Regions from separate parts of the Zea mays genome. Here region 2 is linked to region 1. Evidence: chromatin contacts called from public Hi-C data. All regions are on one chromosome and are shown on one strand. The core of a region is the stretch at or near the end of the contact, and the rest is flanking DNA. Distances in the headings are between cores, read along the strand shown.

What was found. A called contact is a pair of places that touch in the nucleus more often than the background predicts.
Region 2: a Hi-C map of endosperm shows a contact between it and region 1, with 2.7 times the contacts expected there. The contact joins the promoter of LOC100281517 here to the promoter of LOC100285576 in region 1. A contact is called at or near these places in 6 of 25 Hi-C or Micro-C datasets (bundle sheath, ear, endosperm and 2 more).

What each region holds. Positions count from the first base shown.
Region 1 is chr3:20,634,565-20,640,526 of Zm-B73-REFERENCE-NAM-5.0, forward strand. LOC100285576 (16.9 kDa class I heat shock protein 2) reads right to left here and starts at 2,302. Exons shown (of 1, transcript NM_001158467.2): 1 at 1,348-2,302. The coding sequence starts at 2,201. The coding sequence ends at 1,701.
Region 2 is chr3:20,785,531-20,791,492 of Zm-B73-REFERENCE-NAM-5.0, forward strand. LOC100281517 reads left to right here and starts at 3,582. Exons shown (of 4, transcript NM_001368022.1): 1 at 3,582-3,844; 2 at 4,002-4,571; 3 at 4,765-5,690; 4 at 5,780-5,962. The coding sequence starts at 3,623.

The sequences.
Region 1 (5,962 bases), core at 1,052-3,551:
TGAAACAATTCAAATAAACCGATCCGAGCTGATCTCAGCCATGAAACGAACGAGTCGACGAGACACGAGTATTTCATTCATCCCTACCCACCCTTTCCCAGTGCCCTCGCCCTGCTCATCGTCATCAGCATGCCAGGTGGCCTGCTCGACAGGCCCAATCTTACTCGTGGTGATGATGCAACCCATTCTTGGCGGTTTACGAGCTTGGCGAACTAAGGAACCCTAGCTCTCATCTAGAGATATTTCCTGACTTCCTTTCCTGAAGTGAACCCCACTCTTTATGGAGATCGACATTCGAAGGTATGCACGATTTTAGATTTGATCAGCAAGAACTTAACGGTATATTTGCTTCTTTTGTTCATATAGTATTTTTCTTTAAACTTGTATTGTATATTAATATAAAACTTAAAATCTACGCTACACTAGTTTTTTATGGGCCTATTTGATTTTATCACGTTTCATGGGCCCTTATAAATTCTCGTCATGCGTCTATCACTCGACCTTGGGACCAGACCTCTTTAAAAAACACCAATTAAACCGCCACCAATATCAATAAACAAATTCTATGCACATAGCTGCGGTGCAAAATCCCCACTCACTAAATGAATAATCGTCATTTATTTCTAGATTATCTGCGGGGAAATATGCTAATTAAACTTTTCGTGACGAAGAAACCACTGGCAAGTAAACGTTGCAGTCATTTGTCAGAACCCACAAAGAAAATGAGTAGACAGAAATTTCACGAGAAGAAGGTGATGACTAGTGCTGGGAATTGGGCCGGGCCGGGCCAGTCCGGCCCAAGCCCATCGTGCCAAACGGGTTCGGGCCAGGGAAGCCCAAACATTTTTTGGGCCGTGCCGTGCCAGCCCGAAGTGTAAAAACAGTGGTCCAGCCCGGCCCTAAACCATATCGTGTCTTCGTTGGGCCGTGTCGGCCCGTATATTTGACCATATAAAATCAAAATATTATAACCATATAAAGTTCATAGCTTACTAAATTAAAGATATTAAACAACTCTAGCATCATTTAACCACATAAACTCTAAATATAACAACAATATAAAGTCGATATCTTACTAAATTAAAGAAATTAAACAGATTGGGCTTAATTGGGCCGTGCCGGCCCAAGTCCGGCTCATCTATGCGGGCCGTGTCGGGGGCCCGACGGGTCGGAATTTGAGGCCTGGCCCAGGCCCGTCTTCGGGCTGTGCAAGCCCGGCCCATATTATTTCGTGTCGGGCCGTGCTTTGGGCTCTTATTTTTAGGCCGTACTCGTGCTAGCCCGAAAAGCCCGGCCCAGATTCCCAGCACTAGTGATGACGACGACGGAAGTAGTAGTAAAAGTATATAGGATTCCAGCTTAGGTTGCCTTTTCATTTACTAAGCACAGAAAAAACATTGATTAAAGACGGAATTACACGTTGCAGCCGTGCAATGCAGGAATACCACCCTTTTGTTTTCATGGTTACATGCATGCACGCAGTACAGTACAGGCAGCTGAATCCATCACGTAGTACGCAAAGCCAGGACCAAACCACGGAAACAAACTTTGAGACAGCACGGGCGAGCGAGCGACAACCTCACAGTCGCACGACGACGTGGGACGCTACTATCCGTTCACCGGCGGGGGGGCGTGTACGTGGAGGAACAGGGAGCCGGCCGGCCGTCTCGGTCGGCGTCGGCGTCGGCATCGTCAGAAGCTCAGCAGGGGCCGGCCTCGACGGGCACGGGCGCCAGCGCCGGCGCGTCGGCGGCGGGCTTCTCGGGCACGATGGCGGCGGCGGCGGCCCCGACCTTGGGCACGGTGACGGTGAGCCTGCCGGCGTCCAAGGCGGCCCTGACGCCGTCGACGGCGGCGTCCTCGGGCAGGTGGAACCTGGCGAGGAAGGTGGCGCGGCTGCGCTCGATGTGGTGGCAGCCGTCGCTGCGCTCCTGGCGGCACACGCTGCGCTCGCCGGCGATGACCAGCACGTTGCCCTCGTCCAGCTCCACCGTGACCTCCTCCTTCTTGACGCCCGGCGGGAGCGCGGCGCTGAACACGTAGGCGGCCGCCGTGTCCCGGCTCTCGATGTGCGTGTTGGCGAACGCCGACGTGTCGCTGGCCAGCCACGCGTCGGCGGCCACCGCCGTGCCGAAGATGGTGAAGGGGTTCCGCACCCACGAGTCCAGGGCCAGCGTGTCCAGGAGCCTTACCAGAGACATAATCCTTGCGATGGATTGGATTGGATCGGAGCTTTGCTTTGCTTTGCTTCTCTAGCTTACTACTTACTTGGCAGCCCCAAGCAGCAGGTGCGGTAAGCTAGCTAGGTGTTTTGGTGTGTCTTGTTGGAGCTGCTGCTGCTGCTCGGCTGATGTCCTGGCACGGCTATTTATGGGTGCTCTCGATCGGCGGCTAGGCGCCCTCCATCCACGGACCCGTCCCGTCGGGTGCACGGCTGTACTATAGTGGTGTGAACGGGGCCGATTTGGTAAATTTGCTTGTCGCGGACTGATGCGTGATCTGATGGAGAGAGGAGCCCGGCGGTTAGCTGCCCTGCCCACGTCGCCGTCCTCCCATCCGATCGATCGGGCACCGACGGGTGCGATCCGCCGCTGGCTCGCCATCGGCGGGCTTAATGACACGTTCGCGTCAGCCGTGTGAACGAAGGCCACCCGGCTCCACACCCTACGTGCGATCGCTGTACGGTTTTTGCCGCGACGCTTTGGGACGTGCAACCGACTCGTCGTCGACGTGGCCCGGGCCGTACACATGGCTGGTCCCTGGGCGGTTGTCTTGTTGGTGCCCCCGCAGCCGTACTGTGTGGCGCGCCAGACAGTGCTCGCTGCGGCGTCCTTGTCCGGCAGTGAAGGCCGCCGGGCCGACGGCGACCCGTTCACACTCCTTCCCCGGCGGCCCGACCGGTGTCATCTCACGCGCGCGCAGCGACACGTGCGCCCCTCCCTCTCGTCTCCTCTAGTACGTAAGAGTGATGAATCACTGCCTGCAACTGTTGTGTGCAGTAGCGTTTGCCTTTTTTTTCTAACAAGATACATGGTTGTAGAACATCGAGCTACCGTGTCCGTCGGTTCAGCCACATGAACACATGATCGTCTAAAACACTATTTTATGTTGTTTTACACGGTGTAGACTGTATTATTCGTAGAGTGGAGTTTAAATATAGGTATGAAAAATGAGTAAGCTGCTGGATCTAACTACTATTGAGGCCACGACCGATATCGACCGAGCGCCGTCAGGACACCGTCTCTAGCTTGCGGCTCGCCTGCCATTGCCGTCAGCCTATCGTCTAGCCGATAGCCCGTCATGGCTGGCCCGCCTCCACTCGGCCACGGCCTCGCACTAGAGTGCAAACTGCCACAACCACAAGATTGCCGTTTTAATGGTGTTTTCGATGTTTTTCTATATAGTTTTGTTCTTTTACTTACATTGATGCTTACATAATACCTTTTTTTTCTTCTAATTGTAGATTGGATTTCCTATCGATGATTTGGTGTTGCTAAAAGGATTTTCGATATCCACATTATTTTATAATAGTTATGATATTACAACCTAATTTTAATGCTATTACCAAAAAATCAGTTATAGTTTAGTATTTTTTGTGATTTCTCCATTGTGGATTGGCCCCATCTAGACTTTGGTTCTGCGTCCGGCACTGTATAGGTGTCTGAAGCAGAAGATGGCGTGACGCTGATGTGACTGGAAAGTTGCGTTAGATAAGAACGGGTAGGTATAAATCGGTCGAAAATGAGGGTGACGGTAGGCACAAACTCGGTGCATTGGATCCCCGCCCAAGAATCTCAGATATTATCGGCGCAAATCTCAGACCCAGTCTGATTAAACTAGCAAGGAGCGGTTGGTGAGTTCTTGTTAGGCGATGGAGGGCGCATGGTACGGCCGCTCATAAGCTTGAGCACCACGCACGCCACGCGTCTATTTTTTTTCAAACCGTGCTGTTTACTCTCTGCGTGCGTACGTACGCACGCCCAGAAGATCATTTGCACATGCCCGCGCGCGGAAAATAAAGAAAAACGTCGCGAATCAATTCGGCACATGGCGTTCTTCGTTCGTCCGTTTGGATCGACGGAGACCATATGGCTAGTCCAGCTCCAGCCTAATATCAACGTACCTTTCTAGCCTAACCACTGACAGCACAACTGACTACGCATACACTACTAGAAACGGTTTCTTTTGCCGATTGTTTGAAGCACTCAGCAAATCTTGAAAAACACTCGGCAAAAAGATCTTTACCGAATGTTACGGTTTCTTTGCCGATTGTCTGAAGCACTCAGCAAATCTTGAAAAACATTCGACAAAAAGATATTTACCAAATGTCAGTCGATAACACTCGGTAAAAAGATCTTTGCCGAATGTCAGTCGATACCGAGTGTCCTATTCTCAATAAATGGAGTCGTTTTCGAGAGTGTAACTTTGATAAATACGTCACTCAATAAAGCGTCGAGCACTCGATAAAATGTCGAGCACTCGGTAAAGAGCGGAATTTCGATAGTGACAGAAGGACTGACTCCACGTACGTGTACGTCTCCTGACGCCGAAACGTCCATGATTTAAAACGAGAAACGACAGCGAGAGGGACGCAGCGCAGCTAGCCATTCAAATGGGTTCAGAGGTGCGGCCGTGGGGGGTGTTTGTTAGGTTTGAGAGCCCCGTTTCCCCCCCCCCCCCCCCCCCCCCCCCCCCCCCCCACCCCGCCGCCGCCGCGCTGCTGTCCGATCCCGTGATCCGACGGCACGTACCGGTCGACGTACGCCGCGCGGTTGTTTTCGCGCGGCATCAGCCGATGCGCGCCGGACCCAATGGTGACACTGGAGTCGCAACAAATTAAGCCCGCAGATTCTCCGTGCCGGGGGAGAAGAGGACCGCCCTCCGCCACGCAAAAACGTGGAGGGCCAGCGCACACGGACGATCGGTGGCCACACGGAAGGACCGTGCCGTCCCCCGTCCCGTGAGAGGAGGAGGTGCCGGTCATCGGAAGCCAGTGCAAGTTTTCTCCCCTCGCTGATTAATGCGGCGGAGCTCCATTAATGACGGGGATTTGTCTTTTTGACTTTGTTCTTTTTTTTTTGTTTATCGCTTGGCTGTGGCTTGCTCCGAAGAATGCACGGTGACCATTAGCCCGGGAGATCGTCGACGCTGCCGTTCACAGATCAATTTTTGACAGTACGTGCCTCAGTACTCCGGTCGATGTGGAGTTTAATCAAGTTCTTCTTTTTTCTTCTTCTTCTGAATCTGACTCTATCTCATGAAAACCACATGAAGAGATGTATGCGTAGTTACACGTACGTCTTATTGTTTTTTTACAAGAATCCTTTGATGCTAATACAACATTATACTACCTCCGTTTTTATATATGTGACGCTATACAATTCAACTTTGTACTGGCCAATGTCGAATAAAAATGAAAATAAAACTGAACGGAGAGGAAGTATTTCGATCCAAATCTTTTTTATTTAATTTATTTAAATAGATTATAGATCCGTATAAAATGTTATATAGTGTATTAATGTTAATCTCTCATGAGGTTTTGACACTCAATTTAAATAGACGGACTATTATTTACGTATCTATTTATCTATTGACAAATCGAGAGAAGCTAGTTGCAAATGGGTTTTCTTTAAGTTGAAGGCTTCGATTTTGGAGAGATAGTTACACCGCTTGCAAGATTTGAAGTCGGTCTTATCCTTCTTGTATATGCATCCAATCATAACATAGAACTTCATCAAATATATGTAAAAAGTGCAGTTTTAAATGGCTCCATTCATGGACTAGTCTATGTTGACTAACCTTTTAGGTTTAAAGATATCGTAGATATTCTAATCATGTTTATAGGTTGTCAAAGTCATTATATAGGCTCAAGCAAGCTCAAAGGGCATGATATGAGTGCATATGGGAATTCTTCGTTGAGAAGGACTTCAAAATTGGGACAACCAATACCACACTATTCACC
Region 2 (5,962 bases), core at 2,332-4,831, 150 kb after region 1:
ACGTCGGCGTCGCATACTCACTTATGGTCTTGTTTCCCCATGGCGCCGCCATCTTCCAGATCAAAATCGCCCTTCACCCAGCAGCGGACTATCAAATGATGCGTACTCTCCACTTTTCTGGAAGATTATGATTTTTTTCCCTGTACCAAGCGTATATCCAATATCGTGGACGCATATTTCACGGCGCATATCCATCACCCGCTTAATTTTAGGATCGTGGCCGCGCTGATCGTGGGCGCTCTGATCGGGGGAGTAACAGTCATCTATGCAATGTTATGAATACATTTACGGTGTCGTAACTGTCTGTTTAAATGCGCTTCCCCCTTTTACGGGTTACACGTCACCGATCCACGTACGAACACGTGGCCCACGTTGGTTTACGCATATTTGTACAAGCTATTATACTTGCATAACTGTAGTGCATTAAAACGGGCCGCCTGGATCGATCCATTCGGTTCGACCATGTTCGGCTCGTCTGGCTGGGGCTCCGCGCACCTATATGAAGCCCAGGGCTTCCATTACCAACGCCCTATATATATATATATATATATATATATATATATATATATATATATATATATATATATATATATATATATATATATATATATATATATATATATATATATATATATATATATATATATATATATATATATATATATATATATATATATACACACATATTAAGGAACAACAACAACAACTTTGCTTGCTTGGGCCGTGAAGCATATGGGCTGAGTTTTTTCCATGCATGCACGCGCAGCAGCGCCATTTTTGCGTACTGAAGTGACATCGACTACCGGGATCATACCGATCGATCGAGAAGATGATGCCATGCCACCAAGATTCGAGAACAATCCATGTCCACACACAGACACACAGCATTTGCTGCTGCTAGCAGCTGGGCCGGTGGTGGTTCTCCTAGCTAGCTACATCACATATAGTATGTTGTAAACAACACGATATGTCTGTCATTCGACCGACCTCGCTGCTTTTTAGCCGGTGCTCGTGCCTTGAAGCTTGGTATTTCGACTTCCCCTCCGGCCCTTCCCCCTGCTGCGCCTAGGCCTAGACCTCCTCTAGCTCCCTCCATTTTTTTTCCGTCCCACGCCCCGTCGACCGTCGTAGTGCAGGTGGAACGTGGGCGGCTTAGTGCTGGTAATACGGGTCTGTCTTTTTAGATCAGCACGAACACGAACACGACCCGAAAATAAGAGCTTAAAGTATGATCCGTCACGAAAGACAGACCCATATTACCAGCACTAAGCCGCCCACATTCCACCTGCACGACGACGGTCGACGGGGCCTAGGCTGGGTCTTGCGGGCCTGGGCTGGGTCTCAAATTCCGGCCCATCGAGCCCCAACATAGCTCGCACGGACGGATCAAGCTTGGGTCGGCACGGCCCAATGGAGCTTAAGTTGTTTAATTTATTTAATTTAGTAAGATATCGACTTTTATATTGTTGTGCTATTTAGAGTTTATGTGGTCAAATAATGATATGATTATTTAATATTTTTAGTTTAGTAAGTTTTAGACTTTATGTGGTTGTAATATTTTGATTTTATGTGGTCAAATATACTCCCTCCAGTGCAGTAAAGGTAGTCGTTTAGGACATGATTGTGCATACCAAGGAGTGATTAATTATCGTAGAGTTTTCCCTGTTTGCCCCTATTAAATAGGGATATGGGTGCATTAATGTCACTAAAACAATCAGGCTTGATTGGTTGCTGCAACAGCTCCAAGGCATTCTAGACTGGAGGTCTCAAGTTCGATTCCTCTTCCCAGACCCACGCGCGCTATGACTTCTTTTTGTGCACGCTCGGTCACGCGCAGGATGACTTCTTTTACTGCACCGGAGGAAGTATATGGGTTGCACTTGGACCGACACGATCCAATAAAGATACAGCGTGGTTTAGAGTCGGATTGGACCACTGTTTTTATATTTGGTGCTAGCACGGCACAATCTAAAAGTTTTTTTTGTTTTTTTCTGGCTTGAACCTGTTTGTCACGAAGAATGATAGGCTTGTGCCGGGCTGGCCCGGTCTGGCGTGGCCCGATTCCCAGCACTAGGGCGGCTGCAGGTTGGACACGTCGCACTCTGACGTTCTTCGGCGCCAGCAAATCAAGTTCAACAATGTTGGCGCTCAACGTACGGCTGTTCGCTGCATTGTTTCTTTTCTTGGTAGACCGAGGCAGCACACATTGCATGATATGCGCGTCGTTTCTACGCCGATCGAGCCTGAGGTTGTTACTCTTTTAACACGTACTAGTAGGTCCGGAAACGAGCCGCTGCTAGGCTCGATACATGAACGAGCTCGGCTCGACCTTGGCTCGTGAGCCATATTTCTGGTACTTATTACTGTATTATTTAGTGAATTAACATTATTTAAATTTGAAATATAGAATCATAATTCAACATTATGAGTAATTTAAATTATAAATTGTAATATATTTATTATCAAAGACTAAAAATGAGCTATTATCCATAAAATTATCTAATATTTATTATTATTCTATAAATTAATCATTTTGTAAGGTTCACGAGTCAGATTGGCTGGGCTCGCTGCAAAAACGGACTCAAAGAAGGGGCTCGGCTCGCGAGCCGCTCCGAACTCGAGCCGGCTCATGAGCCTCGAGCTTACTTTCCAGTCCTATATACAAGTTACGACGAGTGTGCTAACAAACCTTAAGAGACCAAACGCATCATCAGAAGCCTGAGCATATATTGAGTGGGCTTCTTTTTTTTTTCTTCTCTCTCAATTATAAAGGAATATAAAAAATGGTATTTTGGTCTTTGCTGACCTAATGTCCGAATCTAGCCTATCCCCAAATACATGTGCATATGTGGCTGTGAAGTCGGCAGTTTAAGATTGATGACAAGAGAAAAAGGTATGGAGTGTCCTTGGTTGCGATTCCCAAAGCGTGCTAGCTACAGTACGATATACCACTAACAGCAGCGACTAAACAAACGTATACCCCAACCAATCCTTCCGTTTGTCTCCTCCCGAAGCCAAGAAAAGCACGGATCCTTTGGAGTTGGAGTACTGGAATGGTGCTTACTCCACTCGAACATAAAAAAGAAAATACTAATGCTTACTACAGCGAGCACCGCAGCTAATCAACAAATACTAAGGCTCCTTTTGGCATAGCAGCTCCGGTTACTCTGAAAACAGTTCCGGCGCTGCGAGTTGTTTTACAATTCATTTGGCAAAAGTCTCTGTTGTGTTTATATCGAATCATGTATTAGAGAAATGAAAGAGCCGATAGAAATCACGTTTTTTGTGCTTTGGCTCTAAAAAACAGCTCTAGCTTCTCGGGGCTCTCTCGACGAGAAACTGTTTTATTTTGTGACCATTTGATAGAGATTTACGATGAGCCCGAACCGAAGTCGTCCAAAGAGCCGTGCCAAAGAGACCCTAACGCTGACATACCGTGCCGCCCCCGGCTCCACATGGCAGCCTCATGAGCTCATGATGCGCTCCGAGCCGGACAGACATGGCCGGCCGGATCTTGCGCATCCTTTACTGTCACTCAAAAGCTGGAGCACAGAGACGGCCACACACAGAAAGAGAAAAGACATTCCCGTCCGTGGTGGTTGCTTCGAGTTCGCACGACGCTATGGAGTGGCGTTCGTTCGGTGCGCTTTACGACAATTTTCGTGGTGGTTTTGACGAACGAACGACCGATCGGCTCTTTATAAGATCTCCCGCCGCGATCCTAGCCAGTCGACAGCAAGCAAGTTTCTCCATCCAACCAACCTCCCAGCGATCACCCCTGCTCCGATCCTTGCATTGGTCTCATCCGCCGGCCGGCCGGGTACCAACGATGGCCTGCACCCAGGTACGTACGTGTGCGACGTACAATGCTCGTCGGCAGCTTAGCAGCAAGCACACGTCGCCATGCATTTCTACTACCGCGCCAACGCAACTGCCTCACTAGCTCACTCATCACATTCGTATTGCATTGCGCCGCCAACGACTAATTCGCTGCCGTCCAGGAGGTGGTGGTGTTCGGCGTGAACCTCCTCGAGAGCGGCGCGCCGGAGGACGACGGCCTGGTGGCCGGCTGGGCGGCGGTGGGCCCGTGCACGGCGCTGTCCGCGCGCGACGAGGAGCCGGCCAAGGTCCCGACCGAGACGATCAACGACGTGGCGGACGGCTACAGGCCCAGCGGCCGGTACGTCCTGGCGTCGGGCCGCGCCGGCGAGGCCGACGGCCTGCGCCGGGCGCTGAAGCGGGCCGCGCTCCGGCCCCGGGTCACGTACCGCGTCGCCGGGTGGGTCGGCCTCGGGGACGGGGACGGGGACGAGGGGGCCCGCCACGCGGTGCGCGTCAGCCTCCGCGTGGACGGCGGCTGCGTCGTCGTCGATGGAGGCGCCGTCGTCTGCGCCGAGCCCGGCAGGTGGACCGAGATCAAGGGCGCGTTCCGACTCAAGGAGAGCCCGCGCGACGCGGAGGTGTACGTGCACGGCGCGCCCGCGGGCGTCGACGTCAAGGTCATGGATCTCCAGGTCTTTGCCACCGACCGCAGGGCGCGGTTCAGGAAGCTCAGGAAGAAGACTGACAAGGTGAGTCGTGACGTGAGCGCCGCTCAGGGGATCGGATCGGATCGGACTTTTACGCCTGGTTGGTGAGCTGAGTGATGGCTTGCTCGCCGCGAGAACGACACTCGCGCTCGATCACTTGCACTAGTCTATGCACGCACTTGATTGGATTGCATTTGATTGGATGGTGCTCTGATTTGCTGCAAATAAACACCAGGTGCGCAAGCGGGACGTGGTCCTCAACTTCGGCAGCGCGGCGTCGGGCATCTCGGGCGCGTCCATCCGCGTGATGCAGATGGACAGCAGCTTCCCGTTCGGCACCTGCATCAACACCAACGTGATCCAGAACCCGGGCTTCGTGGACTTCTTCGCCAAGCACTTCGACTGGGCCGTGTTCGAGAACGAGCTCAAGTGGTACCACACGGAGGCGCAGCAGGGGCAGCTCAACTACAGCGACTCGGACGCGCTGCTCGACTTCTGCGACCGCTACGGCAAGCCCGTGCGCGGCCACTGCATCTTCTGGGCCGTCGCCAACACCGTGCAGCAGTGGGTCAAGAACCTGGACGACGACCAGCTCGCGTCGGCCGTGCGGGCCCGCCTGCAGAGCCTGCTCACCCGCTACGCCGGCAGGTTCCCGCACTACGACGTCAACAACGAGATGCTGCACGGCAGCTACTACCAGGACCGCCTGGGCGACGACATCAACGCCTTCATGTTCCGCGAGGCCGCGCGGCTGGACCCGGGCGCCACGCTCTTCGTCAACGACTACAACGTCGAGGGCGGCAGCGACCCCAACGCCACCCCGGAGAAGTACATCGAGCAGATCAGCGCGCTGCAGCAGAAGGGCGCGGCGGTGGGCGGCATCGGCCTGCAGGGCCACGTCACCAACCCCGTCGGCGAGATCATCTGCGACGCGCTCGACAAGCTCGCCACCACCGACCTGCCCGTCTGGCTCACGGAGCTGGATGTGAGCGAGTCCGACGTCGACCTCCGCGCCGAGGACCTCGAGGTGGTGCTCCGGGAGGCGTACGCGCACCCGGCCGTCGAGGGCGTCATCTTCTGGGGCTGCATGCAGGGCCACATGTGGCGCCAGGACGCGTGCCTCATCGACGCCGACGGCAACGTCAACGACGCCGGCGAGAGGTCAGTAGTCCCTAAACTAATTTATTATAGCCGCTGAAAAACGATCGATCGATCGATCGATCGATCTCAGCCCCGATAGTATAATGCAGATTCGTCGATCTCCGGAGGGAGTGGACATCGCACGCGCGCGGGCAGATCGACAGCGCTGGACACTTCAAATTCAGGGGGTACCACGGCACGTACATCGTGCAGCTCGCGACGGCGACGGGGAAGGTGCACAAGACGTTCTCCGTGGAGAAAGGGGACACCCCTCTCGTGCTGGACATGAACCT